2 separate regions of the Pan troglodytes genome follow, and region 2 is linked to region 1. The links are chromatin contacts, called in public Hi-C maps. All regions are on one chromosome and are shown on one strand. The core of a region is the stretch at or near the end of the contact, and the rest is flanking DNA. Distances in the headings are between cores, read along the strand shown. Region 1 has its middle 350 kb from the start of USP25. Region 2 has its middle 230 kb from the start of MIR99A.

Region 1 (3,672 bases), core at 372-2,871:
AGTCGCCCCCTGAATACTGATGATGGGATGATGGAATGCCTCATGAATTAAAAGGGCCATGGTTTCCCATCTAAATCCTTCATATGCTTTAAAAAGTGACTATGCCTATCATTGCATTCTCTAAGCTTCTTAAATGAATCATGCACTATTATGAAACCCTTGTCAATATTTTTAAAATTCCATGTTTTTGAATAATTATATTCAAAACATCCTTTTAAAAGAAAGACAATGAAACTTCACCTTCTCTGCTAGAAAACTGTGCGCCTTTAACGCAAATATGCAATAAAGATATGACTTAATAGAAATTGCATTGAAGTGTGACCCAGTTTTGCTCTCTGGGATTTTATAAAGCAACCTGAAATCTTCACATGCCACATGTTCCAGCCTCTTTAAGTTATCTATAGAACAAATGACTTTATCCCTGACAACTAAATACAAATGTGCAACGCAAAATTGTATTTCCACAGGTTTTCTGCAGATAAATGAACTCATTTGTGAACGTTATTTAATTTGATCTACTTTGGTTATGTAACAATCCTATAAATTTGCTAAAGGTATTACATTGCAAATGGAGACCAGGCATTTTTATAGAAACACTAAGGCAAATGTTAAATATTACACATTTTAAAAAAACAAACTGTATTACTGCAATATATTCCAAAATAATACGTAAGCTGGTCCCTTAACTTCCTTTCAAGCTGGTTCTTGTATTCAGTTTTTCTAGTAAATGGATGCAAATCAGGTGCATTGTGCTGGGATGGGAAGGGGGAGATTTGTCCAGAAATGACCTCAGTTCTATTCATTAATAAAATGACAATGTTGGCTGAGAGCACTGGAGAATGAAATATAACAAGAGTGAACTTTCCTCCATGTGACAGATGCATACAAGTGCTTTTTGGATAAAGCACTGTATGTAAAATGGCCACTGCAGCATAAAATCTGGAAACGTTAAAGGAAGTTCTAAGATACAGATTGTTAGAAAAACCTGCAACTTTCATGGCAATGCACACCTTATTCTCTGTTACCTTGTACAATTCTGAACCCCAACTTGGAGAAGCATGTATTCATTCATAAGAAGAGGGATCAGACAATATAAACAGAGGTTTAATGTTGTTAAGAATTTTTTTTAAGAAAGAGAAGATAATTTTTGCAAGTTCAAAACAAAATAGAATTGTACCCAGAATCACTTTCAGTGACGGCAGACACCAAGGGGGGGCGGGGGGGGAAGGTAAAAGCCATCAGAGAGAATGTAGCCACATTTTTGCATAGCGGATTAAATTATGCCAGCAGAATAATTAATGGAAGGACCTAATATGGAAAGGGGGGGGGGTGACAGGAAAGGGGGAAGTCTATGTTAAACAAAGTTCATTACTGCATGATGTAAATGAGTTTCTCACCAATGATGTCACTGATTGGCTGAGCTGCAGAGCTGGCTTCGAGCATGGCCGGATTGGCTGCTAGCTCTTCTGGTGCCTGCCTGCTCGGGCAGCGGTTGAACCAGATACTTTCTGTCTCTCTTGTTGTCGTTTGAAGCAAATCTTGTTCAGCCCAGCTGTGTCTCCATAGTAGTGGCACCCTAAGAGAGAGTCTCCCTCCTGCTTCCCACAGCTCGTCTGTGAGGCGGTCGCTGCTGTGAAATACCAGCCCTTGGCACCAAGCCCAGACAGCGTTCTCAGATCCATCTATAACACACACATACAAAAAGAAAAATAGAAAAAGCAGTTCTTTCATCTGAATTGCATCCTAAGGAGGATTAAGAAGGCTTCTATTGCTACTGATTTGTGTTCCTTCAATTTGATGGTTAAAATAGTTTTTGAAATACAGTATCTTCTCATCTGCAGTAGAACACCATTGGTTAAAATTGGTTAAAAAGATGGGGGGAACCCCCCTCTCCCATGTTTACCTTGATTACAGAAAAATAATTCTTCATTTTCTTCCTAAGCACCGTAACTGATGTTTTTGGTCCCCTACCAGAATTTTTAAACTCTCACCAGATTTCTAATTACAGCCGAGTCATTATTTTTCAGGTTAAGACAAGGGATCTTAATTAGCATTCTTTTTTAGCTATGCAAAATGAGACAGGGCATGAAACAGAAACGATCTATGGAGAGGCAGAGAGAGAGAAAGAAAAAAAATCTGTGCAGCTTTTACAGTTGAGCTGACACCCCCTCCTTCCCCGCTCTCCCTCCACCCCCCTTGCGAAAAGAATGCAGTCATATGAACTTTACCAGACAATGGAGTACCTACAGGCTCTCCCCTAGACAAGTCCTTTATAACCAGCCAGTGCTATGTGCTGCAGACAGTGGCCAATCGGCAGGCTCCTTTCTGCAGCAGGGACACAATAGGTGCATTGGCCACACTGTCCTCCTAGACCCTGACAGCAGTTCAGGTTCATTTATTGTACACTGGAAGGCACATATGTCTTTAATATTCACTGTGAAATTATCAGTGCGACTGCCTTTATTTCACCATAATTACATCAACCTAATTACCGCGCACAAGCTGCAATAGCACTGTTTGCACAGAGTGGCGCATAGCCATGCATGCCGTAAAAATATGCATGAACATGCCTGCTTATTTCAATAATAAAATCCACCAATTTTCTTCCCACGGCTTCCTCCAGAATACTTCAGTGGAATATAGCCATCGCTTTTCCCCTTCAAAAGAAAAAAGCATATGTGTGTGTATAATATATATATATACATACATATACAAATAATACATATTATTTAAACATTTTCCTAGTCATTTATTGGGGTGAGGTATGGGAGTAGAATCTAGTCAGTAAATACAAGGTCATTAAAGACCTAAGGCATTTACCCCGTATTACTAGGCATCAGAGTGAAGGAGTAAGTGAATCTGCATGAATCACTATAGCCATGACTACATGCCGATTTATTTCGAGTCTAACTGTCATGCACATCTGCATATGCCTAATTTATGTATTTTTATATTACATAATTATGTCATGCCTTGAAACACTGACTCAAAATGCTTGAAAAATTAAATCTTCGCTTTTTGCGTATTAGTTCAACACAGTTAGGCAGTCTGTGGTAGAAACTGTCTGCTTTTTTATTTTATTTTATGCATGTTACATTTACATATTCATGAACACAAAAGCTGTTATGACCGAGGATTCTGCAGCAGGGGATGAGAAGGCACGATCCCGCATACAGATGTATTAATTTCTAGGGGAAGAATGGCAGCCTATGATGACCAGGAAGAGAAGATGTTTGGGGTTTTCATTTGGGGTTTACCTCATTATATAGTAAATGATGTCGCTAACCTGCCAACAAATGTTTAAGTATAATAAACTTGGAAAGTAAAGCCAATTTGTATTATTCCTGGCCATTCATCCACACTGTAAAAAAAAATAAGCATTTTGAAATGCAGACTTCTGACTCAGGTCCTTGCAGGTAAAATAAAAGGGGTGTGCTCAGAAGCTGCTCATTATTTCACAATTTACATATTTCTTGCTCCAAATCAGAATGCTAAGCTTTAAGCTTTGATTATTTTCTAAGTCGGAATTTTACCAATGTTTGCCTGTATTTATTGGTGTACTTTGATTTCTAGCTCATGATTCTGTAATCAGGAATGCAATTCATCATTAAAGTAGGCACATTAGGAGAAACAGTAACCTATTTATACTCACAGGCTGTATGTTTATAACAT
Region 2 (3,672 bases), core at 764-3,263, 240 kb before region 1:
GTTGTCAAATGTTTAAATAATAGCATTTTATGAACCACCAATTTGACTCTATTAGAATGTTTCTAAGTGTTTAAACATGTCCACACTTAGCAAGTTCATCTAATTTATGGTCACATATAAATATTCCTAACACCGAACATGTTTTTGAAAAACAAAAAAGCAGGAGTAGGCTAAATGCTAACTGAAAAAATAACAAGAATCCAACTATCTATTTTGCAACAGATTTCAGGTAATAGACACAATTCCCTTTAATCACAACTCGCAAATTATCATGCAATGTATAAACCTTCGTGTATTTGTTTTTGTTTTGTTTTGTTTTCCTTTGGAGAACTGACAGGTAGATTTTTCATTGGAGAAATATTTGCCACTTGACCTTTGGGAGAAAGTGTGATCTGTTGTTACATCAAAGAAACTCTGATGTTGAATTATTTTGGTAGTATGTAAATTATTTAAAGCAAATAGAACATGGCTACTTTAAGATAATACATTCATTGCTTATACTAGTGTATAGATTATTATACTATAATAGTGACACTCCAATAGCTCACTTTTTTTAGACCTTAAGTTATTCTCACCATGCAAGAATAGAAACTAATGTATCTCAACACATTCAAAGAAACCAAACAATAAGCATATGTTTGCCCATGAACCCAACTCAAATCAAGGCATCTATATGAGAAACATACCAGCAAATATTTCTCTGGTTTCTTAATTGAAAGTGTAAAATTGTTTCTACCATGATCACCAACACTTCATTGCTTTTGCTAAGCTATAAGGATATTTTCCTACAAGGTCAGTATTTGAAATGAATATCTACACACAAAACTATATGGTACCCATTTATATTAAAATACATAAATTCTGAAAAATAAATTTAATGAAAGTTGTTTTCATGCCTTGTCCTTTGAAGGATTCTTTCCTTTTTCATTCCCTAATTTTAACAATATACTTGCAAACAAAAATTGCTCAAAGGATACACTGCATGGAACATCTGTAGTTAATTGTGCATAGTTAGAACATAACCCAATATTAATTCTTCTAATATTGAGTTGTGGTACATTGTCAGAGGAATGTCTTATCCATGTTAATTATATATATATGTGTGCATTTTGTGTGGTTACTATATACTATGGTCTTTCCTTAATAATACAGAATATGTTACATTTCATGCTTGTCAAATTTTTATTCAGATAACATTAGCTGCTAGTGTATCATATTACGAAATTCAACTTTATCTTGCAGAAAAGAAAAAAAATTGATATTAGAATCTGTAGACTCACTGATGTATTACACATCGAATAAACTACAAAGGCATGAATTAGAAACAGGACGATTGTCAGAGGCGAATGGTTTTGCTGCAGATTTGAATTATCCGTAAGCAGATTTCACGAGGCAGAGGCAAGCTCGCGCTATCTTACAGGAGTAACCACACAACAAGGAAGTTTCTCACCAAACCTTCTACCTCTCCGCGTGAGATCTAACAACGGAAATGAACATGAGATCTAAAACACAGAAAATCCTGGGGAACACATCAAAGAGAATCAGGTCAGAGAGAGAAATTTCACAAGAACACAAATTCTATGTTATGGTCCGCCCAAAAGAGGAAAATATTTTAAAATGATATCCACAATAAAGCTATATTAACAATAGGCTGTATGGTCCTGCCATTGGAGTGGAGGGGTGTCTTGACCCTTGACCTCTGCTCCCATAAAAGCCTGAGAAATGGAAATCATGTTTATCATGGTTGTTTGTTTTATACAAATTTACTGTCTTTCTTTATCTAAACTGATATAAGAAAAAAAAAATCTTTTCTGAAATAGCCCAAGTCTGGTTCTTAATAGTCATGTGACTGTTTTTTCTGCCAGCCATGTGCTCCGTATCATTTTACTCTGAAATAACTATGCGGATTTCAGCTCAACCTGCCTTTGCTTATAATGCATGACATACCCCGTGAGGGAGCCTGAGAACAGACTCCTTTGAAAAGCAAGGTTCTCATAGTTGGCCTGTAACCATGGAAGCAGATGCCGTTTTCTTCTCACCCTGCTTACCTCTTTGCAGCCTCGAGCTGCTCCCTATTGTTAAAAGGGGTACGCCTTGATTTTTCTTCATCATGACCGAACTTGCCTCTTCTTCAAAGGGCATGATGCTGCAGGTCATTGGTCTAGACTGTTTGCACGGTCCAGAGAACAGCCTTGATGTAACCCTTGCTCCGTCTGAGCCACACCACCAGCCGTGCATCTGCAGACTGGAGGGGGACATTGGAGATCTGTATTTGAAAAGAAGTCTGTCTGATTTTGCCATTGTGCCTTTTCACTCATCGATCGAATGAATATCGAACCTTCTGTCGTTGCATGTGTGAAATAGATAGCTTAGCAAGCACTTTTGTGCCCAACCTGTGCAGTGGGCCAAAAGGTTTTCCTTTTAGCCTCAAGAATTTTTTCTTCAGACTTTATGAATTTCGTGTTAGCTTAAATTATTTGTATGTCTTTATCCAACTGTTATGATGACCGTTTCAGTTACTTCGTCAGCAGTGACTTTCTTTTGGTATTAGAAGGAACATTTTCTTTTCTGTCAACTATGTTTGTTTTCCTTTTAAGCTTTTTAAGATCTTCTAGATTAATTCATTTGTAACTAGAAATAGTATAACTTTGACTGTAACCTATGAAGCCAAAAAGTTGAGGTGTTCTTTCAAGGAGATAATGAGATGGTGTCTATCATTTAACAGGTTTATTCCAGAAAGGTGAACTTGAGCTGCCTCCAGGTAATTTCAGTGATTTGTAAGAGTAAGTAAATCAAATCATCACATTGATTTTAAATTAAACAAAATTGTTTGATAAGCTCTGTTTCAAGGGAAAGCTTTTCTTTGTTTTTGCCCATTAAAAAATTTGCAAAAATGTTATTCTGGAGCATTAAAATAGACTTAACATAAATTCATTATGATCTGTGAAAGGCATATAAAATCATGGCGATTTCATATGTTAAATAAATACTATATATTTATGATATATATCTTATGGCATGATTTAATTAGAAAGTACACAATATAAAAAGATTTTTACATTTCATTTTTAGTACAATTACAATTCACAGCTTGTCATCAATAACTAATGCTGACAATAACTAATAGCAACTATACCACCTGCTCATTCTAAAAAGCATTCTTTTACTGTGTTCTTGTAAAATCAGAATGACTTTAAAATGCCTCCTCTACTAATCTGCAGTATATTGCTTAGCAAGTACTGTCTGTATGTGTCATCAGTTTCTGTTTTGTTTTGTTTCATTTTAAGAACCCACTATTTCATACTTCAACGCATACCTATTTTCTCTAATTGCCACAGGCAAAGGGGAGGTCCCTGACAGAATAAAGAAGGTTATTGTGACAGATGAAACATAATTCACAATGAGTACTCTTTTCATCCAGCTCTAAGTAGCAGAGGATTACTTCCAAGCTGAATTTTGTGGCAGAATGTATGAGCTGATTTTATTAACACATAAGGATAGGGCAAAGGCAGAAAAACTATTTCTCCTCAGCTGGATGGTGGTTATTTTGTGTGTGTCTGTTTAGGGGCTTTATTTTGATCCACCTCAAGCAGAAGATATGCTGGCCAGAAGAGACTCTGAAGACATCGAGGGCGTAGGCGGGGAGGGTAGAAAATAAGAAATTTAAAGTAA

The links. A called contact is a pair of places that touch in the nucleus more often than the background predicts.
Region 2: a Hi-C map of stem cell-derived neural progenitor cells shows a contact between it and region 1, with 5 times the contacts expected there. The contact joins two enhancer-like sites. A contact is called at or near these places in 1 of 7 Hi-C or Micro-C datasets (stem cell-derived neural progenitor cells) and 1 of 1 datasets of contacts at active chromatin or transcription factors (stem cell-derived excitatory neurons).

What each region holds. Positions count from the first base shown.
Region 1 is chr22:17,126,325-17,129,996 of NHGRI_mPanTro3-v2.0_pri, reverse strand. No RefSeq gene overlaps it. Among named protein-coding and RNA genes, the nearest start is that of USP25, 350 kb to the right of the region's middle. Within about 2 kb of position 1,621, at least 17 of the 24 cell types and tissues checked have an H3K27ac peak or open chromatin away from gene starts, as enhancers often do. A contact at or near this core is called in stem cell-derived neural progenitor cells, where this site is marked.
Region 2 is chr22:17,366,937-17,370,608 of NHGRI_mPanTro3-v2.0_pri, reverse strand. No RefSeq gene overlaps it. Among named protein-coding and RNA genes, the nearest start is that of MIR99A, 230 kb to the left of the region's middle. Within about 2 kb of position 2,013, at least 13 of the 24 cell types and tissues checked have an H3K27ac peak or open chromatin away from gene starts, as enhancers often do. A contact at or near this core is called in stem cell-derived neural progenitor cells, where this site is marked.